Regions from separate parts of the Mus musculus genome. Here all the other regions are linked to region 3. The links are chromatin contacts, called in public HiChIP or PLAC-seq and promoter capture Hi-C maps. All regions are on one chromosome and are shown on one strand. The core of a region is the stretch at or near the end of the contact, and the rest is flanking DNA. Distances in the headings are between cores, read along the strand shown. Region 1 holds the start of Ldb1 (LIM domain binding 1). Region 2 holds the start of Fgf8 (fibroblast growth factor 8). Region 3 holds the start of Tlx1 (T cell leukemia, homeobox 1). Region 4 holds the start of Sec31b (Sec31 homolog B (S. cerevisiae)). Region 5 holds the start of Hif1an (hypoxia-inducible factor 1, alpha subunit inhibitor). Region 6 has its middle 17 kb from the start of Fbxw4.

What was found. Promoter capture Hi-C pulls out the DNA fragments that hold promoters and counts their contacts. HiChIP or PLAC-seq counts read pairs in DNA pulled down with a chosen protein or histone mark.
Region 1: a contact with region 3 is called in an H3K27ac HiChIP or PLAC-seq map of embryonic stem cells, with 5 times the contacts expected there. The contact joins the promoter of Ldb1 here to the promoter of Tlx1 in region 3. A contact is called at or near these places in 1 of 39 promoter capture datasets (embryonic stem cells), 2 of 484 Hi-C or Micro-C datasets (both in embryonic stem cells), 3 of 115 datasets of contacts at active chromatin or transcription factors (embryonic stem cells and pancreatic cancer cells) and 1 of 9 other capture datasets (embryonic stem cells).
Region 2: an HNF4G HiChIP or PLAC-seq map of pancreatic cancer cells shows a contact between it and region 3. The contact joins the promoter of Fgf8 here to the promoter of Tlx1 in region 3. A contact is called at or near these places in 21 of 39 promoter capture datasets (the 3T3-L1 cell line, the C10 cell line, the HPC-7 cell line and 12 more), 2 of 15 datasets of contacts at CTCF or cohesin (large pre-B cells and stem cell-derived epiblast-like cells), 27 of 484 Hi-C or Micro-C datasets (bone marrow-derived macrophages, cerebellum, cranial neural crest and 6 more), 19 of 115 datasets of contacts at active chromatin or transcription factors (craniofacial prominence, embryonic basal ganglia, embryonic forebrain and 10 more) and 3 of 9 other capture datasets (embryonic stem cells, embryonic tail and embryonic trunk).
Region 4: a promoter capture Hi-C map of liver shows a contact between it and region 3, with 3 times the contacts expected there. The contact joins the promoter of Sec31b here to the promoter of Tlx1 in region 3. A contact is called at or near these places in 7 of 39 promoter capture datasets (cranial neural crest, embryonic stem cells, hippocampal neurons and 2 more) and 2 of 115 datasets of contacts at active chromatin or transcription factors (embryonic stem cells and pancreatic cancer cells).
Region 5: a promoter capture Hi-C map of embryonic stem cells shows a contact between it and region 3, with 3 times the contacts expected there. The contact joins the promoter of Hif1an here to the promoter of Tlx1 in region 3. A contact is called at or near these places in 5 of 39 promoter capture datasets (the HPC-7 cell line, cranial neural crest and embryonic stem cells), 2 of 115 datasets of contacts at active chromatin or transcription factors (embryonic stem cells and pancreatic cancer cells) and 1 of 9 other capture datasets (embryonic stem cells).
Region 6: a contact with region 3 is called in an H3K4me3 HiChIP or PLAC-seq map of bone marrow-derived macrophages, with 4 times the contacts expected there. The contact joins the enhancer-like site here to the promoter of Tlx1 in region 3. A contact is called at or near these places in 11 of 39 promoter capture datasets (the SN4741 cell line, cranial neural crest, embryonic stem cells and 6 more), 3 of 484 Hi-C or Micro-C datasets (all in embryonic stem cells), 10 of 115 datasets of contacts at active chromatin or transcription factors (bone marrow-derived macrophages, embryonic basal ganglia, embryonic forebrain and 6 more) and 1 of 9 other capture datasets (embryonic stem cells).

The regions. Positions count from the first base shown.
Region 1 is chr19:46,043,615-46,047,287 of GRCm38.p6, forward strand. It overlaps Ldb1 (LIM domain binding 1), which reads right to left and starts at 1,697. Exons shown (of 11, transcript NM_001113408.2): 1 at 1,216-1,697. The coding sequence starts at 1,240.
Region 2 is chr19:45,741,295-45,744,939 of GRCm38.p6, forward strand. Fgf8 (fibroblast growth factor 8) reads right to left here and starts at 1,590. Exons shown (of 6, transcript NM_001166361.1): 1 at 1,359-1,590; 2 at 1,222-1,258; 3 at 617-703; 4 at 205-385. The coding sequence starts at 1,390. RefSeq lists an enhancer at 1-357.
Region 3 is chr19:45,148,912-45,153,034 of GRCm38.p6, forward strand. It overlaps Tlx1 (T cell leukemia, homeobox 1), which reads left to right and starts at 1,804. Exons shown (of 3, transcript NM_021901.3): 1 at 1,804-2,581. The coding sequence starts at 2,005.
Region 4 is chr19:44,543,408-44,547,421 of GRCm38.p6, forward strand. Sec31b (Sec31 homolog B (S. cerevisiae)) reads right to left here and starts at 2,441. Exons shown (of 26, transcript NM_001033343.1): 1 at 2,381-2,441; 2 at 294-405. The coding sequence starts at 372.
Region 5 is chr19:44,561,031-44,564,905 of GRCm38.p6, forward strand. It overlaps Hif1an (hypoxia-inducible factor 1, alpha subunit inhibitor), which reads left to right and starts at 1,824. Exons shown (of 8, transcript NM_176958.3): 1 at 1,824-2,024; 2 at 2,260-2,510. The coding sequence starts at 1,848.
Region 6 is chr19:45,674,987-45,678,726 of GRCm38.p6, forward strand. No RefSeq gene overlaps it. Among named protein-coding and RNA genes, the nearest start is that of Fbxw4, 17 kb to the left of the region's middle. Within about 2 kb of position 1,430, at least 43 of the 459 cell types and tissues checked have an H3K27ac peak or open chromatin away from gene starts, as enhancers often do. A contact at or near this core is called in bone marrow-derived macrophages, where this site is marked.

The sequences.
Region 1 (3,673 bases), core at 447-2,946, 890 kb after region 3:
TGCCCCTAAAATGTCAGCCACAGCAGCCACTTGAAGTGTGGGCCCAACCCAGTCCAACTTGGCCAGAGTCACGTGATTTCCAAAGAAGATTCTGCACTAGCAGCTTCCCTGGGGGGATTGTGTATTTGTATGAATGTTGGGGTGCGGGGATACGGCGGGGGGGGGGGGGCTCCTAGTTCTGAAGTTTAGGCTTCTCAGAATACAGGACATACAGAGGGGCAAGAGATCCAGCCAGGCTAGACCCAGGACACTGACCACTGACTTTCTAGAGAAAGCTGCCTCCATCCTGGAAGGAAGGCCAGTTTGAGGACACAGAGTTATAAGGAAGGGGACCGACTATATTCTGGGATTCTCTTTAGACTAACCTCTCCCATCACATGGCTCAACTGTTCCCTCCTAGCACTTGTGGCCTTATACCCCGACCGTACAAGAAAAATCTCAAGGCACTCTCAGACACAGGTGTTCCCTGGCAAGCTCTGATACCTGTTAGAGAGGGTTGTGATTTGAATTTGAGTCCTCAAGTTTTCACTGGGGGGGGGGTGTCAAGCATTGCTCCCCCAACTCGAATCTGCAAACCACTCTTAACTTCACGGCCTACCTGGAACTGCTACACTCCCCCTCCCACGAAGACTGAGATAGCAGACCCAAGGGCCCAATTATCTGACACCCCCTAGGAGTGCTTTTTGTCCCTCAGGAGGGCCAACCTACCCTGGCAACAGACAGGAAAAGTTAAAGGGGGGTAAGATGGGCTCCAATCAACTCCTCCCCCAAACAGCATCCTAAGAAACAGCCCGAGGGGGGGAATGTCACAAAATATGTAAGAGGCAATAAACAGCAGGGAAGGGGGGGAAACCCAAATCAGCCAATCAGAACTCTACGATGACCTGAGGGGGGGGTCAAAAGTCCAAAGTCACTTCTGATTGGCTAACACCCTGGAATTCTGGGAATTTCAGTCCCCCCCCATCCCTCCCCAGTTAGCCTCCCCCCCCTCAAAAAAAAATTACAAGCCATCCTTAGCACCCCCTTCCCGTGCCGCTGGGCTGCTGCGTATTTATACAGATGAGAAAACCCGGCCCCGATCGAGGCCCCTCTAACTCTATACAGCCCCCGACCCCCACCATGCCTTCGATGCCCCCCACATACAAATCCTCTCCAAACCAGGGGTTAGGGGGCCGAAAGGGAGGGAGGGGCCAGGCGGCCTCGAGACCCACTCACCAGGACAGGCACAGCCCACTGACATCTTCACATCGCCCGCCGCTGGGGGCCCAGCCGAGTCACGATGCCCGCCCCTCGCAGGGACAGGCCGGGCATGAGCCGCTGCCGCCGCCCGCGGCCCCCGATGCCCGCGCCGCCGGCCCGGCCCGGCCTCTGCCCGGTGCGGGCCGCCCCTGCCTGCAGCGAGGGGCCTGTCAGGCGCGGAGCAGACAGGAAGGAAGCCAGGCAGGAAGGCGAGCTGCCTCTGCGTGTGTACGCGCGGGTGTGCGTCCCCGGAGTGTGTGTCCGTGTGTGCGCGTGTGCGTGTGCGTGTCTGTGCGCTCCCGCCGCCCTCCCCGCCGCCGCCCTCGCGCTCGCTCCCGTTCGTTCGCGCGTCCTCTCCCTCTCGCAAGCGCCGGCTCTCCGGCCAGAGTCGGGCTGGGCCGGGCTTTATTAATATGCTAATTGTCCTGGTAGTGGGAGGGGAGAGCCGTGTCAAAGTGACCCGGGCGAGCGCGGCGCGAGCGGCGACGTGCGTGCGCCGCGCGGCGAGGGGCAGGGAGCGCTCCCGGGAACGGCATGCGTGTGACGCAGCTCTTAAAAAACGAGACGGAGGCAGAGACCCCGGCGAGGGCGGGCGCCGGGGAGCGGGAGGAGGCGAAGCCTCACGCTCGGCGTCCGTCCTCCGGGTGCGCGGGGTTGGGAGCGTGGCTGAGCGGGAGCGGGGATTGGGGGAGGCGGAGCCTGGGTGGGTAGTGAGGTGTACCCTCTCTCCACCCCCGGGAGGGATGGGGCGCTGACCCCTGCCTGTGCTCTTTGCGGAGACCCTGTGTGGCGCGCTCCACCCGAAGCTGGGTGGGAAAAGGAGCACTCTCCTAATTCTCAGAGCAACCCCTAGACTCATCCCCTTTCTAAATTAACCAGACCATGCCTGCTAAACCAGTTGGGACTAGAGCTAAAAGGGTTAATTAAGAAGGGACCCCACCCTCCCCCGCCTAAGGGCCTGAGGTCCGCATTTTGCAAGGGGACACAAGGGCTGTGGTATGACCATTAGGCTGGGAAGGGGGGGAGCACTACCAAAGCCATCCTTTCCTCTTGCAGGCTCTGACGCACCAGTTAAGACACTTCCCTTCCCCCACTTTCTTCTTCCAGCCCTGGAGCCTTCTACCCACCCACCCCCATCCTCCGCCCCCTGGAAGCAGCTCCCTGTTTTGGAGGTGGAGAACAGGAAACCTACTCCTTCAGTGCCCCCTACCCATAGGGGCAGAGGCCGCGGGGAGGGTTGGGGGTGGGGCATCCTGGACAGTCAGTCTATCTTCCAAAGGGAGAACCCTCCCAACCTTCAGGCAGTCCTCAAGGACTCCTCAACCCAACCCATGGAAGGGAAGAACTCTTCCATCCCTTCTCCAAAGCCCAGCCCTAGCTGCCTCATAAACAGGAAATACCTATTAGCAGGGAGGAGGGGAGCTGCTAGAAGGAGTTCGGGGGGGGGGTGTCCCCCAAGCCTTAGCTTCTCTTAAGCTTCGTGGTGTATTCCCTGGGTAGATTCTGGGGGCTGGTATTCCCTGTCTAAGGTATCTGAACTAGACTGGTTACACTGGCTTCCCTCTTCCCTTTGTTGCTAAAATGGGGATTGTTTGAAAAAGGTGTTTGATTTCCCTACCCCGATTTAGGAGTTTGCACAGCTGGCTTGACTGTCCAGGGGAGAGTTACAAAGGTGGAGGTTAAGGTGCCATGAGACCACATATCCCAACCTTAGGGGTTTTTTTTGTTTTTTTTTGTTTTTGTTTTTTGGCTAAGGAGCAAGAGACCATGGTAGTAGAGTCTGATGATTGAAAGGAGGGCGTGCCTAGGAATGAGAATACCCCTCCCCCAGTGTTTAGAATATGGGGAGCTCCTCGGGATTACGCCGCCTGCCGTCGTCCCCGTCCCCACCAAGGGCATAGAAGGACTTGACAAAAAAAAAAAAAAAAAGACATCCACACACCAGCATTTCCTTGGCAGCATCCTCTGCCAGAGTCCATCTCCTTTCCACTTTCTTTCAGAGGTCAGCACTAGAGGGAGTGGAGAGGACCTAAGGACCTAAGGCAACAAATAGCCCCGAGTTCTGGATGCTCAGATTTGAATCCCTGCACAACCCCTCTTGAGCTGTATGACAGCCGACAGCCCCACCCTGAGCTTTACCGTCTGTAATTAGCTGGATGAGATATGAACCAGACAATGTGTACCCCGCATAGCCTCTCTCCCCATGTAGTACTACTGGTTAGACATTAGTACAAGTATGCCTTTTTTTTTTTTTGGTAAAGATTATTTCAAGGATGACAAGAGGGTGCTGAATGTGAGTTGATACAGAGGAAGGGGGATATCTTTCAGCCTTTTGACTCCTAATCTCTATCATCCATGAATGTGAATGTGCCTTCTCCCAGTCCTGGGACCACTTGCCCCTAAGGCCACTCATTCCAAACAACTAGCTAGACCA
Region 2 (3,645 bases), core at 340-2,839, 590 kb after region 3:
GAGAGGGCACCTGTTGGCCTCGTCCTCCCCAGGGTCCCTTCCCCACTATTCTCTCCAGCTGACCCCAAGGCACCTTTTCGTCTTAACTCCTTCCCTTCTCAGGTGGAGAGCCCGCAGGCCTTTCTGGCTGATGCAGCTGGGGCTGGCAAGGGGCGGCGAGGTCCAAGCTACCTCTCCTCTCCAGGGTCCGGGAATGCACCTTACCGAAGGGGTCTCCGTCTTCTGCCATGGCGTTGATGCGCTTGTTGGCCAGGACCTGCACGTGCTTCCCGCTGGTGCGGCTGTAGAGCTGGTAGGTCCGGATGAGGCGGCGGCTGAGCTGATCCGTCACCAGGCTCTGCTCCCTCACATGCTGTGTAAAATTAGGTGAGGACTGAACAGTTACCTTTAGGAAATTGAAAAATACACAGCACGCCATTATAACGCTACTCCGCCCAGGGGCCCCGAGTTGGTCCCCATTGCCCTTGTACCCGCCTCCCGCCGCGCCAGGCAGCCAGCGGGGACTGGGGGCATCCCCACAACATGCCGGCTCAGGCCACCAACCCCCTCGGGGAAGTCGCGCAGACCCAGCCCAGGATGGATGGATGAACCCGGGAATGAGGGAGTCTGGACCCACCTGTTGGGAAACACCCTGGGGCTCCCGGCCAGCTCGGAGCAGGGAAGTGGGCTCCCTGCCCAGCGCAGGCCCCCCGCCCGGGCCTTCCTAGAGGAGCAGGGTGCTTTTAAGTAGCGAGGCAACGCTACCCGACCCGTGACATTTATAAAGACAAATTTACGGAGCAAATGTTGAGAATGCAAAGGGCCTAGGTTAACACGATCGTTGGCCCAAACCGGCCACAGGTCTCCCCAGAGAGCAGCGGCGAGGATATTCGCTGCAACTACATCCCAACTACCCTTGACAAGGAACACCCGCTGACTCCAGCTCCCGCCTTCCTAGGAGGCCAGGTGTGGCTACAGGTAGCCTTCCCATCCACCCGAACTGGCCAGTCGCTGGGCTCAAGACCCTTGGGTTCTAGTCTCTCCACTCACTCGCTGTGTGACTTTAGGCAGGACACTGTCTCTCTGTTCCTTAGATCCCTCCTCGGGGTAGTTTGGGGCTGGATTTGTAAAGTTCTTTCCAGCCCTGCTGCGCTGGCCGAAGGGTCGGTCCTCGTGTCCCTGCCCGAGAGTGTCAGCTGGGTTCCCCGCGCCCGGCCCCCGCTTCTGCGCAGCGCTCCTTACCTGGGCTTGGAGGCAGAGAACCAGCAAGTGCAACAGCCTGTGGGAGACAAAAGCGGGCAGGAAAGAGGCGCGGGGTGAGCGGAGAGGGCTCGGCGGGCGCTGGCCGACGGGGACGCGGGGGCGACCGCGGTACTCACAGGCAGCTCAGCGCGGAGCGGGGGCTGCCCATGGCGCGCGGCCCCGGGAGCACTGAGAGCCCGAGCGGGGTCACGCCGTCCCACTGGAGGCCGCGGGGGGACAAGCCGAAGGTGCGGAGGCTGAGGGAGGTCGGGGTGCGGGAGGCCAGCGGCTATCCCGACGCGGCTCGTGGAATGTCGTGCTCGCCGCGCGCGCCGAACCCCTCTGAGCCGCTGCTGGAGCCGGTGGCCGCTGGCTGCTCAGGAGCCCGAGCAGGCGGGAGGGTAACGGGCCTGTGGGGTGGGTGGGGAGGTGGGAAGGGAGGGGGAGGGCAGGGGCGGGGGGCGCCGCACCGGCCGCGAGGGGGGAGCGCGGGGCGGGCGGCCGGAGCCCGCACCCCCGGCTGGGCGCTGGGGCCGGGTCGCCGCCCGGGGCGGGGGCGGGGCGGCCGGGGGCGGGGCGGCGGGCAGAGCAGGGATTGGGGGGTCTGGCCCAGGGGAGGGGTCTAGGGACCCGCGGGAGGGGCGGGGGCGGCTGGTGTGGGCGCCTCCCACTACCCTTGCCTGTCTCTTCCAGCGTTCCGGGGGCGGGATCGTCCAGGGATTGGGGGGCGTCTGGGACAACATGTTTAGTGGGGTCCCGTACACTTGAGTCCTGCAGGACTGTTGATCTGCTTAGGGTCGGGTCTGCTTATCTCTGGCCTCCTAGAAGGTCTCTGGGTCGCCTAATGTGTGCTGCGGTCGCACGCGCCCCTCTTGGGAGCCTGCAGCTAACAGTGAACTGGGCCCCGGTGCTGAGCGTCCCCTTGGGCGCCACTGGAACCCGGTGCCTTCACCTTTCTAAAAACCCAACCCCGCTGGTTTTCTGTCTCACAGTCTCCAAAGAGGCTCTGGGAGGGAGAAATGCCCCTTGCCACCCCATTATCACCTTCAGCCTTGCTCCTGTCCATCCAACTGCACTAGTCTATAAAGCTTAAGAAAAACCTTGAAGCGTCTATGTGGTAAGAGCTCAGGGGTCTCTGAAGGACCCACAGCCACTGCTTCTGAGCAATTAGCAGGGGCAAAAATAACTACGTTCAGCAACATTCAGGACACGGACCCAAGCTGCCTAGCCTTTCCCCTTCTGAGTTCCAGGTTTTCCTTGAGCAGGTACCTGGTGTCTTGTGTCACTTGGAAGAGGGAGGTGCTGGTGAGAAGGTAGAGACTTCTGTAAGCCTTTTCAAGCCCGTCGCCCCATTGCTTTCTCCATAGGGTTTCTGGGAACCCTGAGCCACTATTTTGTTACCGCAGGCACAGAGATTTCCCAGGCCAGGTATTTTTGAAGACCAGGTGGCTCCGTGGATGTACCACCCAGCTCTGCCTTCATCCACAGCCTCCCCTCTACTGATCCTCTGTGCCTCCGGGGTAGAACTAGGGGTTTGCGGTGGCCCCAGAAAGTCTTTGTAGGCTAAAGAGAGGCAAGCAGGCCCTTGTCAGTCCCCATCCGGTTCGGCCTGCCGCCCCCCTTTTATGCATCCCATCTTGCAAATGCAAACACGGAGTAATATATATATATATATATATATATATATATATATATATATATATGGTTAGGGGAGTCCATCTCAGCCCTTCAAGTGCTGAGCAATATAGAGAAGAACTGGTTCCAAGGAGACAGTCTCAGCCCTCCTCAGAGTAGACTTCCTGAGCTCATAGGTGAGTCTCCTCACAAATTCTGTTCCCCGCTGTTTTGATCCACCCAGACCTGGAGGTGAGGGAGGAATCTGTCTTACAGGCCCAAGGATTGAAGCTCAGGGCAGAGCTGTAGCTCTGCAGGTAGTGTTGGATGGATGGATGGGGGCCACCTGACTGAGCCATTAGACTATCTTCCACCTTTGGTGGCTTCACCTGCCAACCGATGGTAGCTTTTATCTGTCAGTGATTTGGCAGGCAATAGCTCTTTTCAGTCCCACTGGAGAGTGGGCCCATGAAGGGGGAAATGGGGTAGACGGACTCCAGTGTCCAAGGGGTTGACAAAGGCCAACCCCTTGCTTTCTCTGTGTGCTTGCTGAGGGGCCTTTAGAATGACTTGTCTTTTTTTTTTTTTTTTCATTGCTTCAAGCTGACAAAGGTGATATCTGTTTGCTCACAGAATTTACTTCATGTGTGGAGCATATGAGATACTCAGGAGTGTTTATTCTTGAGTGTATCGACGAGTAAATGCCTAAACAGATGGAAAGCGAAGGATGGGCTCCCCTGGAAAAGGAAGGGCCCTCTCTTCACTATGGACACAAGACTTTGAAAATAAGTTTGAGTCACAAGACACAGG
Region 3 (4,123 bases), core at 554-3,053:
TCTTGAAAAACAAAACAAAACAAAACAAAACAAAACAAAACAAAACAAAAGAGTTGAGAACAACTACCTGCTTCGTGCTTTCTATCTTCTTGAATGAGCATTTGCTCTCCTGGCTGAAGATAGGGCGAGTATTTATCTGAGAGAGATGCTACTGAGTTCTGAGTTTCTATAGTTATCCATAATACTGACTTCTGGCTTATCCTTCTTTTTCTTTGTTTATTGTCTGTATAGAACACAGGTCTGAGGTCAAGACACTTGGCTGTCTCCCCAGTACCTAGAAAGTACCAGGTACATTTTAAGTACACAAATATTTGTTGGGCAAGTCAAGTCTCCATTAATTTATTAGTCACTCAAGATGAACATGTTTGATTTGTTGGGGCTGTTTTAGGAGGGGTACACACATTATATATCAATATATATATATATATATATATATATATATATATATATATATATACACACATATATATCACACATATGCACATATAACATCGCATATATATATATATGACATTTCCTGTCTTTGAGGAAGGCCCTTCAAGTGACAGTGTCAGACAGTGGCCAAAACAACTAGATTCCACTGAGACTTGCTGAGGAGTGAGGCCAGCGTTTTGCCTGTTAGAGACCTCCCAGAAGGTTCAGCAGTGAATGGACCTGAAATAGATCAGAATTCATAACCTATGCTTTTTTTTTTTCCCTCAGAACTTGGCTCCTAGGAGGGAGCAGACCTTTCCCGACTGGAGAGGGGAAAGAGAGGAAGCAAAAGAAGGGAGTTTCCTTCTTTTCTCTTGGGCTCTCAGCCAGGCAGCCACAGGCATAACTTTGAAAAGGCCTAAATTTGTCCTGGACGCACTTCCCTGATTCTCGTCCCAGCAGCCCCCGCCCCCACAGCCTTAAGACCCAAGGCTTCCCTCCAAAGATTCTAAAAGCAAGGAACTAAGTCCTTTCTCTCACAAACCCAGAGCCATTCACTTGGGTCGGGTCGTAGGAATTGCTTCTGCGAGCTTCTGTTTACTCAAAATGAAAGAGGTACCTTGAGGAACGGGCACCCTCGCACAAGCCCCAAAGTAATCCTTTGGCTTGTGACTGCTTTTCAGGATTGACTTTCGTTTCCTTAAATTCTCTAAAGAGACTGAGTTGGAGTGGCTGCTAATTTTTATAACAATATATAGCCAGCTCTTCATAGGACCTGTTTTAAAGGACAAGCCTGAACTCACCGTCCTGCCTCGGGGCCCGGGCTCCATACCTGGGGAGTAGACAGTCTTCTACTTTCTAACAAGCTGGACTTGAAGTTGCAGTAAATCTCCTGGTTGAGTGACAGGTGTTTCCCAGCTCAGCCCTTGGGGAGATTCTCCAGTTGGGCAGGACACCTGTCCCCAGGGGCCTAGTGGGCTGGACTCCTTCGGCCCTGTTCAAAGTGAGGGGGTGGGTCCTACCAGGTCTGGGAAAGGTTCTGATTTCCCTCTCCTTTGGTCCGTCTGTCTGTTCGTCTTTGGGAATGGCTGCTTCCTGATCTTTTTCTTTCTCATTTAAACCTCTCTCTGTAGCCCTCCTCCTTTCTCTTCACTGGAACTACTCAGAGCTCTGATCTCCGTCCCTCTGTCTCTGGCTCCGGCATCTGTCTGGGCTCCTGGCCTCCTTCTCCCCCCTCCCAACCCCTCCCCCGCGCTGTCATTCACCCCGCTCCTCTCCACGCACAGCCAATGGAGAGACCCGGCCGAAACAGCTAGGCTCGCTCGCTCAGGGCTTTTTCGCCCGGTGATTGATGTCCCAGAGTCAACAGCGAGCGAGCAGCCGGAGAAGGGAAGGAGAAGCCGGAGAGGGGAAGAATACAGCTCCCCCTCTCTCCTTCCCCTCCCCCCTACTTTGGCCCTTCTGCGCACTTCGCCTTCAAGTCTCAGCGCAGCCTGGGGTGGCGATTGCCTCCGCGCTCCGACTCGCTGCCCGGGTAGTCCAGCGCAGCGATCGCCCGCGCCCGGGCCCCCGCGTGGGGCCGGGGCCAGCATGGAGCACCTGGGTCCGCACCATCTCCACCCGGGCCACGCGGAGCCCATCAGCTTCGGTATCGACCAGATCCTCAACAGCCCCGACCAGGGCGGCTGCATGGGGCCCGCTTCGCGCCTCCAGGATGGAGACTACGGCCTTGGCTGTTTGGTTGGAGGCGCCTACACTTACGGCGGCGGGGGCTCCGCTGCTGGGGCGGGGGCCGGGGGCACTGGCGCTTACGGCGCGGGTGGCCCAGGTGGTCCTGGTGGTCCGGCGGGCGGCGGCGGCGGTGCCTGCAGCATGGGCCCACTGCCCGGCTCCTACAACGTGAACATGGCCTTGGCGGGCGGCCCCGGTCCGGGCGGCGGCGGCGGTGGCGGGGGTGCCGGTGGCGCCGGGGCGCTGAGCGCTGCAGGGGTGATCCGGGTGCCCGCGCACAGGCCGCTAGCTGGAGCTGTGGCCCATCCCCAGCCCCTGGCCACCGGCTTGCCTACAGTACCCTCTGTGCCTGCGGTGCCGGGTGTCAACAACCTCACCGGCCTCACCTTTCCCTGGATGGAGAGTAACCGCAGATACACAAAGGACAGGTTCACAGGTGAGTCCGGCCCGCGCGCGTCCCGCCTGGCCGTGGCTCGGTCTCTGTGCTACCCACTACCCTGCTTGATGGCTCCTTGAAGCTCTTTCTGAGCGCCAGGTCGCCTAGCGCCTCTCCGTGCGTTTCCTAAGTTCAGCTGCCTTCAGGATTCTATGTGCTCAGAATCGCTCCAAGAGTTCTTGCAGCCTGGGTTCTTCTGTCTCTCCTCTAGGACCCCATTCGTGGAAGCAAAGCTTGGTCCCCTCTCGGGATCCCAGGGCCCAGTCAGGTAGAGGACTGTAGATTCAGGACCATCTTCTGTCAACAGTCTAGGCTTTGCATGCCCGTGTGAGAAAAAAAATTTTTTTTTTCTGTCCTGGCTGCTGTTTCCTGACGGAGGCCAAGAGCCCCAGAATTAGACAGAATAATTAGACATAAGAAAAGGTTCTCCTACCTCTCGTCCCCTACTACACACACACACACACACACACACACACACACACACACACACACACACACACACACACGTGCTCTGAGTTGTGGCGTGCGGGTCGGGCCGCTGCAGATCCGCAAAGGCCCCAAGCCCGGGTGAAGGAGCAGAGCTTTCTTCCTGGACCTCCGAGATTCTTCAGAGTCAGTGGCAGCGCAAGGCTGGGCCAATTTTCGTTTTCATCCTCGGTATCCCTCCCAGGGGTCGGCTCTCTTATTTGGGGGGTGGTAAATATTGCACCCGCCTGACCAGAGGGTTGGCTGGAGGACAACTCCCGGAGAGGAGGACGAACTCTTTGGCCCAGCGGCCTTGCTCTCTGCACCACCCTAGCTCCCTCTGACCTGGCTTCCGTTTCTCTCTGCCCTAGCTCTGGAGTACCCTCTTCCTCGGTGCCCACTTCCCGCTGGCTGCCTTTAGTTGTCCTTGGATCCTTAGACCTTGAGCTGCCTCAGGAAGGTTCAGGCCCCCATGGGCACACAGCTGTTAGGAATTGGGCCCCAGTTAGCTGTCTGGGCCTTAGAGAGGGGAGGTAGTAGGTTTAGGCCGATGCTTGTGGATGGGGCTCCTGAAGCAGGCTAATGAAAAGAACAGTCTACAGCAACTAAACCTGTCCTAGCTACCCAAAGTTACCCTAGGCCCCTCTGCTTCTGTTACAGACAGCACAGGCAGAGAGGCTGTCCCTAGGGGCCCTAACCAAACTTTGGGGCCACAGCAGAAATGGGAAGGAGTCTCTGTGTTACTGTGGAGGAAGGACTCTTGTCAAGGGGGTTCAGTAATACAACCTAAGTCCTCTCATTGAGGGAGGTAGGGGACCCAGAGCCTATCTGTCTCCCCTACTTAAGGCCAGGTCAGTGTTGATGACTGACTTTAACCCACACTACGAGCCCACTGTTGAGTGTGTGTGTGTGTGTGTGTGTGTACTATACAAAAGATATCAGCATGGGCCTACTCTGGGGAGTCATAGTCAACTGTAGCGTCAGGCCTGAAGGAGGTTCTGAGAGTGTGTGACTGTAGTCCTGTGTTGCCCCGTGTCCTGTTGCTTGTCTAGGTGTGCATTCTCTTCTGTTGGAGTA
Region 4 (4,014 bases), core at 1,191-3,690, 600 kb before region 3:
AAGAAGAGGCAGCAAATGAGCAACAATGTATGCATGGGAAAATACTGGGTACTAATAGGTTAGGGAGCGGGGAGGAAACAGAACAGAAGAGAGATAGGAGCATCCTTTTCTCTAGAGGTAACCGCAAGGAAAGCATGAGGTGCCGCCCTCAGGCCCTAGTCCAAGGCTGTTACCAGGTACCCAACCTGACATAATCCTACAGCTGTCTCTCATGGTCATTAAGGAATTCTAGATACTGAGTTTTCCTTTGATGGCTGACTTCTAGTAGCTCCTGGTCTGTCGTGTCATCGTACCTGTGGCCAGATACACAGGGTACTGCCTGGCCGGGCTCCACGCTTGGACAGCTGGCTTCTCAAGTTCTTTCAACTTCATGGTTTCCGGGAAACATATATGACCTTTGGCCCACTAAAAATAGAAATAATAATTAAAAAAAAAATCTTAGGGCCAGTGATCCAGGGAGCGTCTGTGGACACAGAGATGGTCTCTCTTCTCTACAAGATGAAGTAGTCCAGCAAAAAACAGAATGAGAAAAACAAGCTCATCTGACAGTTCGCTTACCCAATGGCTAAAACTGATTATCTAAACTCCCAAGGTCTTTAATCAACATTGGTTACTACAGTTCTACCGACAATAACCATCAAACTAGGTAATTTCTCAGTGACGTTGCCTGATTCCCTTGGTTTTAAATATTGTATCTGTGCCAGGGAACCCTGTATTTATGTCATTGACACACATCTGTCCTCTGAGTACCAATTCCCAAGGGAAATGGATAATTAAATATTTCTAGCTATAATGTACATCTATGATCCAAGCATTCAAGAGGCTGAGGCATTAGAATCATAAGTTCAGGCAAGCCTGGCGTGGACTACATACAAAGTAAGAACTTATCTTAATATATTTAAAATTATAACATTCATAGATATGTGTGTGTGTTGCCTGCATGTATGTCTGTGTACCACACGGGTACCTAATGCCTTCAGAGGCCAGAAGAGAGTGTTGGAGCCCCTGGAACTGGAGCTACAGATGGCTGTGAGCTACAATGTGAGCGCCCCGGGAACCCAGCGGGTGCTCTTACCAACAGAGCCATCTTTTCAGACCCTTTCCTTTTGCGGGAGGGGGCGCATGGTCTCCCGTAGCCCAGACTGGCCTCAAACTTGCTAGGTAACTGAGAATGATCGTCCTGTCTCTACTTGGCAAGTGTGAAGCCCCCACACCGCATTCATTTTAACTCTGTGATTTCCACTTCTAATGTATACTCAAGGTCTCATCCTCACGGGCCAGCGAAAGGGCTGAAAGGTAAAGAAGGACACTTAGAACTATTTGTGACCTGCTTGAGCAACCCAGTCAGGTCAGCCTCACCTATAAAAGCAGGCGATAATAGTACTTAATCTCTATTGTACTTTCCAGCTTGAAAAAAGCTTGGGGCTGTCAGTTAAGCTTGTTTCTGGGAGCTTCTAAACTCCTGAAGCTCCGCTTTATCAGTGACCAGCGAACTACACTATTTCGTCACCAGTGCCACCTGCTGGTCAGAACCATCCTGTACAGAAGCGCAGCGACCAGCAACAGCGCATTTGCCAGGCACAACTAGAAATTTCTATAAATTGTTACTTTGTTTTACATAGAAAACAGCCGGCTAAGCCGCAATGTAAACCCCGTGCTTTTAACCATTATATTAATTTAAGCAAAGCTTTCATGACGTGCTTAAACCATTGACAGAAGGACGGGAGAAATGCTTTTTTTTTTTTTTTTTTTTTTTGGTTTTTTTCGAGACAGGGTTTCTCTTTATAGCCCTGGCTGTCCTGGAACTCACTTTGTAGACCAGGCTGGCCTCGAACTCAGAAATCCGTCTGCTTCTGCCTCCCGAGTGCTGGGATTAAAGGCGTGCGCCACCACGCCCGGCTGAGAAATGCTCTTTTCATCCACTTTGCTCTGAGGCATCATTTTATAAGAAAAACCCTCGTTAGGATCAGAACAGCCAGAGCAGTGGCGGGCTGATAGGGTCGGGGAACCACTATCAGGGAGGACGACCCTTGGCAGTCCAGTCCTTAGGGAGAAGGTCAACACGGCTTCTCGCCTGCTGACTGCCATACAAGGCGCTTGACGGTCAGTTACCACTGGCCAGGGCACCGCGACAGTGTGCAGGCTGAGGGCCCGGTCAAGTCAAGGCTTGGGGGGCAGTCGGAGGCGCGCGCAGCGCTGCTGGACCTCGGCGGGGTTGGGGACACTGTGTGGCAAGGGGAGCGGGACCGGGTCCAGCTGGGGGGATTCGTACTGGTGCTCCAGAGGCGTGGCAGCCCGGGTGTGGTCAAGGCGAGCTCCCCGGCGTCCTCCCGTGGGAGGAGCGGTGCTCCGGGACCCCAGACCCGCAGGGGAAACCCACCTGTTCCGAGCGCCCAGGTCAGGGGTCACAGGCGACCGCCTGGGCCGGTCCTGTCCCAACCAAGGGCGCACCGCGCTGCGGACGGCGGCTGCCGAGGGCCAAAAGTCAATTTGCCCTGGCCACAGCTGGCGACCCACTCCCTCTGCTCGCCTAGCTGAGCTCCTCAACACTAATCTGCACCGAGAGCGATAGCGCAGAGGTTTCCCAGCAGGGCCTGCCTCACTTGCCCTGGGATTGCACAGTTCTAGCCCCCACACCAGTACATGCTAGTCTATTCTATTTGAGTCAGGCTCCTGTGTATAGAAAGGGAAAACACTAATTCAATTTATTATGTAGTTATTAAAGTGAGGGAAGCCCATGAGCTCTCAGTGTGATCTATTTAGCTAAAAAGCAATCGAGGTTGTAAATAGTAGTGGTGCACACTGGAGCCTACTAGTAGAGGGTGTCCACAAACTGATTAACGGCTGTGTGTGGAAAAAGAGACAACTGTGAACCAGGCACTTCATGGAAGATTTCAGGCACATGACATGGGCATTACTCCTTGGAGCTGAAAGAACACTAGGTGATATTTCAGCAAAAAGGGGGGCCAAAGCAGCTAATGGGCATGCTGGCATTTCCCATACAGTAAGTCAAAGAGACTGATCAAGAACAAGTACTGATAGATAAATTGTGGAATACCAATTAATTCTGCGGTTAACAGGGAATTACTGAAAATTATTGGGTCAGAGGCACTAGTGGCAATTGTATTTTGTATCTGGCAGTATGGATCCCTTTGGAGAAAAAAGAGAGGAAGGCAGGGACCCAATTACAAGAGGAATAGAGCAGCCCAGGGACCGGTGAAGAAAGTCAGGATTAATACTGGTGACTGAAGGAGAGCTGCCCTGGCTCTCCTGACTGAGAAAGGAAAGGATTCAAGACAGCCGGGGCCCAAGAGCAAGGGAGACCCGGTGTCGCTGATAACAGAGTTAAAACCTTGAGGCAGAGGAAAAGAGAATGTGAAGATATCACAGATGCTTTTCAAGTTGAGATAACTGTGGAGGTAATTGTGGCAGGTGAAGATGCCCAAGTTGGTTCAAAAGTGCCACTTGATGCATGGTGAGTTCTACCCGGGTCACCTCTGAAACTGGGGTGCCCATTATCTGATGGGCAGTTCTGAAACCAGATAGACACCCATGTGTGGCACCATCTGTGCCAGGACCATTCTTGCTACAACTAAACATTTAACTTTTTTTTTTTTTTAAGTGTCCTATCACAGGTGAGCCGGTGATGGGGGTGGAGTTGGGGAGTGAACAAGGTCTGAGCCTTAGGAACTAGAGGTGTGGATTGGCTGAGAGTGCTTGCTTGCCCTAAGGCTTGAAACCCTGGTTTTATTTCCCAGCACTAGAGAAACCAGTAGTCGTGGTGGCTTCAGGGTGGAGGGTCAAAAGTTCAAGGTCATCTTCAGGTACCCAAGCTACCCAGCAAGTTCAAGGGCACCCAGGGCTACAGGAGATTCTCTCTCTTCCTCTCTCTCTCTCTCTCTCTCTCTCTCTCACACACACACACACACACACACACACACACACAGCTGAACCTTGGAAAGTACTCCCAAATTAGGGAATAAAGCAGAAGTACCAACCACACTGATGGAGCAT
Region 5 (3,875 bases), core at 574-3,073, 590 kb before region 3:
ATATTTGTAAAGTCAGTGTTATGTTCCTGCATTCATTCCTGATTTTAATAATATGAATTTCTAGGTCTGGTTTATTTTTAATTTTCAAGGCTATAAATTAAAAAAAAAAATCAACATTGCAGATAAAATCTTGACTGCTGCCAAACCCCTTCATGGAGATAACCCTGTTATCAACTTGTTATATCATAGTGACTATGTAGCTTAAGTATATAACTAAGACAGAAGTATTAATTTCTATTGCTGCATATTCAGTTAAATTTTGTTTTAGTGTTCTTTAAACAAGTCATAAAATTAGCAGCCCAAACAACACCTACTTAATATCTCACATTTGTCATGAGTATTGGTTCTGGTTAGTCAGGTCCACAGCTCAGGGTCTCACCAGTGTGAAACCAAGGCCTATGCCATGACATCTGAGGCTCTGAATCCTTTTATAAGCATAGCAGTTATTGGTCAAATTCAATTACTTGAATTTATAGGGCTACACTTCCCATATTTTTGTTGGCTATTAGCCAATAGTCTTTCTCAGCTTGTAAAGAATTCACTTGTCATTTTCTGAAATATATGCATATATATGTGTGTGTGTATATGAATATACATATATATTCAAGGCAAACCAGAGAGCATGTATTATGGATTCAAATCCCCAAGCCTTTTGTCTCTAACTAATGTTTCCAGATTTAAAGGGCTAGAGAGATAATGTCTGCCCTACTCAAGATAAGTCTCCATTTTGATGACCTCAAATTTGACTGGTTAGGGACTTTGACTACATATTTGCCATATAATGTTACCTAACTACAGGGACACCACCCTGTCATAGATGCAGTTCCTACTGTCATTTTAAGGGGAGAGACTTAAATAGGATATGTACACCATGGGATGACAATCTTGGCCTCCTGTAGGTATTCATTAGAATGGTCCAGTAAGGGCTGGCGAGACTGCTCAGCGGGTAAGAGCACTGACTGCTCTTCCAAAGTTCCTGAGTTCAAATCCCAGCAACCACCCATAGTGAGATCTGACGCTGTCTTCTGGTGCATCTGAAGTCAGCTACAGTGTACTTATGTATAATATTAAATAAATCTTTTAAAAAAAAAGAATAGTCTAGTAAGCAAACAAAACAATTAATACCTTCTCTTATAACCAGTATGTATTGTTGGAAAATGTGAATATCTGTGGTTGCATAACATTGGTCTCATTGCAAGATTAGATTTAAGTAGGTGAGATAGTGCTATATGCAGAAAAATCAAATAATACTGAACAAAAATGGATTTTATATTACTTTTTTTTTTTTTTAAAGGGATGGTGGTTTGCTGTGTTATTCAGACTGGCTCTGAACTCTTGGATTCAAGTGGTCTTCCTGCTTCAGCGTCTGGAGTAATTGGAACTATAAGCCCTTGATCTTCTCTAGATTCTGAATGAATTCAGTTTGTCCTTAATCATCTGTCTAAGCCTTCAGGACAGCTTTACCCAAGGTCTATGTGCTAACTGATTTTTCTAGTGATTTCTTAAGTGGATCTAAGCGTTGGCTTCTCTCCCCACCCGAGAGAGTAAAGCTTAAAGCTTAATTACACTTGCCTCCGTCTTTGCCTCTGTAGGCTTGAACATAGGGAGGCAGCAATATTTCGTGGGCTTGTTTGTCCCTTTTCTAAGGAACTAAGCGAGTCGGCCTTATGGAGCCTAGACTGTAGTCCTGCAGGTCACCGCTAGGGAGCGCTCCTTCAACCTAGGCGCCCACCTACTTAAAAGGTCTCGATCGGTTTCTCTTGCAGTCCATCTCTATGGTGTTCGTTGTTGTTGCTTCCGGAAAGGGCGGAGCTTTCACTTCCGGCGGGGCCGTCCCTAGAGTAGAGATGGCGGCGACGGCAGCCGAGGTTGCGGCCTCTGGCTCTGGAGAGGCCCGGGAAGAAGCCGAAGCTCCGGGTCCCGCCTGGGATGAGTCCCAGCTACGAAGTTACAGCTTTCCGACCAGGCCCATCCCACGTCTGAGCCAGAGTGACCCTCGGGCGGAAGAGCTCATCGAAAATGAGGTGGGGGGCGGGGCTGCTGCTGAAGGGGGTGGAGGAAGGGACCCGGTTAGCGGAGAGGTGGCACACTGATCAGATTGTGGACAGAGGCTTGAGAGGCGGGAAAGGGAGATGCTACGTCAGGAGAGAGTGACAGGAGACACTGTTGTGAATTTGACAAGTACAGATATCGTCGAGAAGAACATATTAGCGCCTTGGAATTACTTCATTGATTTTTTTTTTTGATGTTTTTGCTTAGGAGCCAGTGGTGCTGACCGACACAAACCTTGTGTATCCTGCACTGAAGTGGGACCTCGAATACCTGCAAGAGAATATTGGCAACGGAGATTTCTCTGTGTACAGTGCCAGCACCCATAAGTTCTTATACTATGATGAGAAGAAGATGGGCAATTTCCAGAACTTTAAGCCAAGGTCCAACAGGGAGGAAATTAAATTTCATGAGTTCGTTGAGAAACTACAAGCTATACAGCAGCGCGGGGGAGAAGAGCGGTAAGTTGCCCCGTCAGTAGAACCAGGGCATCCGCTTTCCTGTACTTGTTTGAAGGTGTGGTGGAGTTGGGTAAGAAGAGATTGGCACCTCCAAGCCTCTGGGTTCCACGAGTGAATATTCTGCTCTGCGCTTTGAGTTCTTGATGGTTCTTTTTAGCTTAGTGGATGAGGGCAGCATTAGCCTTGAACTGTGAGTCCAATTTCCTGTCTTTGGTAGTTAGAGTGACAGTTGTTTTGCAGGGTCAGTCAGACGAAAGAAAGGCTTTGACCGTGCCTATGTGGAACTTATACTAGCCTGATAGCATATGTCCAGTTAAATCATTGTGCGGTTCTGTTTGGGAGGGCTGTCCCAGGGTTCGAAAATTTCAAGCTCAAAATGGAAGATTTTTACTTAAGATCTTTTGATTTCTTGAAAAAAAAAAAAAGATTGTGTTTTATGTGTGCAGGTGTTTGTATTTAGTTGCTATTGTTTTGGGGGGGGCGGGGCAGGGACTCACTCTGGAGCTCTTAACTGGACTGGCTGGAACTTGCCATATAGACTAGGCTTGCCTCAAACTCGATAAGATCCTCTTGCCTCTGCCTTGAGTGCTGAGATTAAAGTGTTTACCTGTTTGCCTTGCACACCATGTGTATTTAATGCCTGTAGAGGGCAGAAGGCATTCCATTCTCTGCAAAGGAGTTACAAATAGTTGTTAACTGCCAAGTGGGTCCTGGGAACCGAGCCATGTGGGTCCCAGTCTCCTACTGCAGCTGTTACCCGATGAACCATCTCTGCAGCCCTTTTGACATTTAAAGCGCGCACGCGCGCGCGCGCACACACACACACACACACACACACACGCACACGCATGTGCACAGAGTAAGGCAATAATTGCTTGTTGGATTTAGCCCTGAAATTGACAGTCTTGATTCTCAAATACTTTTCTGGCTAGGGACAAAAAGTTGAGCCGTCCTTTATGATTTGGGTTGGGGGTATCAGGATCCTCTAGCTTTGGGAAGGTCAGAACACATTGCTTGATACACTGTTCTATTGGTCCAAAATCATTTGGAAGAGTGATTCTTCCTTTTTGTTTTTATTTCCACTTCTGAGGACCGCCCAGTTATATAGGTTCCAGACAGCAGTCAGTCCCACATTATAAAATTGTCCCTGGAGAATTGCTTTCGCTGAGTCCTTGACAGTGAATGACTGTCCCACATTTGGTGGCCATATCTGGAGTACTCTGTAGCCTCCTATCTTGATTCTCTTTCTGGCTTCCTAGCATCAGAATGTAACTAAGTGAATAGATTTTAAAGGTCTGGGCCAATGAGGTAGCTCATTGGCTAAATGTGCTAAGTGCCAAGCCCGACAGCTGGAGTTAATCTCCA
Region 6 (3,740 bases), core at 180-2,679, 530 kb after region 3:
GAGAGAGAAGAGAGAGAAAGAAAGAAAGAGAAAGAAAGAAGAGAGAGAGAGAGAAAGAAAGAAAGAAGAGAGAGAAAGAAAGAAAGAAAGAAAGAAAGAAAGAAAGAAGAGAGAGAGAAAGAAAGAAAGAGAGAGAGAGAGAGAGAATGAATTATCTATATGGATAGGTGTCAAAACCATAATGCTGAGTGAAATAATAAGCAAAATACGTTTGGAGCAGAGTGTACACTCTACAACATGATGTCCTTTATGAGTTATCACTAAGCTATCATAGCTATTTAAGGATCGCAATGGAAATGAAGAACAAAAATAGGGCTATATGCACGTCAAACTCATGGTAGAGGCTGGTCCTGGGAAAGGGGCGTGACCCTCCTGGGTTGTGATGAAAGGGACTTTTAGTCCCTTCTCTAAGACTTCTTTTCTTTTAAGGGGGGGGGGGAGCCATTAAGCTAAGATGGTTCACTTAAGTCAAAGTTAGAGGACATGAAGTGTCATTGAAATTCTTGTCTAAAATACAGACAGAGGTCCGAGAGCTCATCTTTGTTCTCCTAAATTGTCCTTTAGTCGTCTTTCCCTTAGCTAGTAGACTGGTTTTTGTTTTTTTTTTCCCCTCAGACTCTAGCCTGTCTCATTTTCTTTCAACAAGAGAGAAAGCTATTTCAAATTGATTAAATATTTCAAAATAGTTGTTACCTCCTGTTTCTTCCCCCACAGTAAACTTTTTCCTCCCAAGTTCTTGGGCTGTTGAGATGAAACCTGATCTCTGTGTGTATTAGATAAAGAGCAGCCACACCGCGAGTCTTGTGCAGAGCCGGTGGACGAACAAATAAATACATAAATAAACAAACAGGCGAGCAAGCGCCCAAGGCTCGGGCTGGCGCTGGGCAGGGCGGACAACAAGCCGCAGTTTTAGGAGCGGAGTTTTCTTTTTTTCATTCCGCAGACGTCGTTTCTGAAGGGTTTTGCCTATTTGACTTCTTCGCTTTGAGGAACTTGTCGAGAACAATCATTTTCGATCTGTCTTTCCCTCGGGGTCCCGTAAGGTCACTGGACATAAGATAGCTGTGAAATTTGACATTGTTCCCATTTAAATGCTTTCCCCAGCAAGTGCAAGAGTGCGGCCGCTCGCTCGGGTGTGGGGCTCGCGGCCGGGTGCTCTGAGCCTCGCCGGCCCTCCAGGCTTCAAAGCCTGCCATCCTTGATCTCCCCAAAGAATGTTTTTGAATTCTACGTCCATCTAGTGGTTGCCGGCAAAGATCTACTTGGCTTTTTCTTTCTTCCTTTTCTTTCACACTTGAGCAGTGAGATTCTGTTTGTGATGGGGGTTTTGCCCCCCTCGGTCTTTAATTCGTTCACAGGTGGTTTCAAAGTGTCTGTCCTCGGCCACTGCCTTCTATAAACAAGCAGGAATTCGCGGGCTGCCGTGGGCCCAGGCGCCCCTCTCCTCCCAGCGCCCTCCTGATCTCACTTTGAAAATAGACTGTTTTGTGGACAGTAAAGTACAGTTCCTTTTCAGAGATGAGATTAGAGGCTTGAGGGGAGTCTGGAGGGAGGGGAGTGTTTTTCTTTTTCTTCTGCTTTTTGCTTTTCTTTTTCTCACCGGAGAGCCTTTGTGCGCCGAGTCGTTTTAGCAAGCGCGAGAACTTTACTTATTTTACACTCAGTTGCGTCTTTGGTTAAGGATGACGCGGCGCGGAGCGCAAGGTGCTGGGAATTTGCTGATCCCCCCACCCCCCCCCACCCCCCACCCCCATTCCATCTCTGGCATCCTAAACTCGTGAGTAAAAAGATCAGGTGGTGACAGGAGCTAACAGCAGCCACGGGTCCAAAGGATCAAGTTTTCTAAGTCTAGAGAAGGACGAAGGACTTGGGTGCCTCGTCTCTCTTATCGCGCTCCCCTTTCAGTGAGTCCCCAAACGTTCTCCCCAGGTTCTACATCCTGTACGTGAGGTTTTAGAGGGAATGCCCTGCAGCAGCAGTTGAGGGGGTCATAGATACAGGCTGTTCCGAATTCCGTGAGGAAAAAACAAAACAAAACAAAAAAGTGTGTAGAGCCTCTCACTGCAGCTGTCGTTCAGAGTCCTGGGCCATGCATGGTGGGCTCCAGGAAAACAGACAGGCACGGGTTTATGCCTAGAAGTCTGCCCCTGCTCTAACTCAGGTTTAAAACAAATCCTTTCAATAGTTAAAAATACCGAGGCCTGAAAAGAAGGCTCAGCGGATAAAAGCACTTACTACCCGTGCAGAGGACCAGAGTTCAGATCCCAGCCCCGACCCACCCCAGTCTCCACTCACCACCCCAGCCCCCACGCACCACCCTAGGCCCCACTCACCACCCCAGCCCCCACTTATCACCCCAGCCCCCACGCACCACCCCAGCCCCCACGCACCACCCTTTGCCCCACTCACCACCCCAGCCCCCACGCACCACCCCAGCCCCCACTCATCACCCCAGCTCCCACATCTACCACCCCCACGTGGGGCTGCTCACAACCCGCCTGTGCCTTTGGGTTCCTCAGGCACTCGAATTCACAAGAACATGACACACATATACAAATTTAATTTTTTTAAATAAAAATGGGCAAAATCTGAAATGTTATATATTTTTTAATGAACTTATTTGTTGTTACATGCATTGGTCTTTTGTCTGCGTGTGTGTCTCTGTGATGGTGTCAGATCCCTAGAACAGGAGTTAGAGATAGTTGTGAGCTGCTGTGTGGGTGCTGGGAATTGAACTCTGATCCTTTGGAAGATCAGCCAGTCGGTACTTTTAACCACTGAGCAATCTCTCCAGCCCCCTATATTACATTATTATATATAGCATCTTATGTGTACATCTATGTATATACATATACATATACATTACACACACACACATACACACACACTTTCTCGGGGTTGGGTTGTAGCTCAGTAGTAAAATGCATAGATATCAATATTGAAGCCCTGAATTCAATCTCAAGCACATTTCTCTTTATGAAAGTTAATAGGCTTTATTAAAATTAGTGTAAAAAACATAAATCATAGGTGTAAATGTAGCAATGTGGCATTACCTATAAAGTCAAAAAACTGCATACAATTATCAGCGGGGATTTGATAAATGGTGAGGTGTCTGTGGAATATGTAATGATTTCAAAGAAGGCGATAATAAAAATGGGACTTAAACCAAGAACAGGGGGGACGACATGGAAACCTTTAAGAAATAGTGTTGAGAAACAGTTTTTCAAACAGGAAGTTGAAAAAACACCAGGCCCCACTCACACACACACACAAAAAATGGGGGTGAAATCTTTAGTAACGTGGTTAGGCCCTATGTTCAACACCCAGTGCCAAATACATACTATTTAATATTAATAGTTTTAGATATAAACATATAATGTATAGGAACATATGGGATTAAGGGAGACCATGTATGGACTTTCATTTTATCTATAATATTTTACAAGGAAATAAACATAAGAGTCTCATGCTATATCCATTGGACTAGCCAGGCTGTCTAAAAGACCATATTATATAACTGAAAACACCAGATCGTTTAGGGTCAGGGTTCCTTTAAATGGCCCAGACTGGCTTCAACCTTTAAGTCATTGACTGAGTTGCTGAAGTTCTGGGGTCATAGGCATGTGCCACCACACCTGGATACTAACAACAACTTTTTTTTTTTTTTTTTTTTTTGGTTTTTCGAGACAGGGTTTCTCTGTATAGCCCTGGCTGTCCTGGAACTCACTCTGTAGACCAGG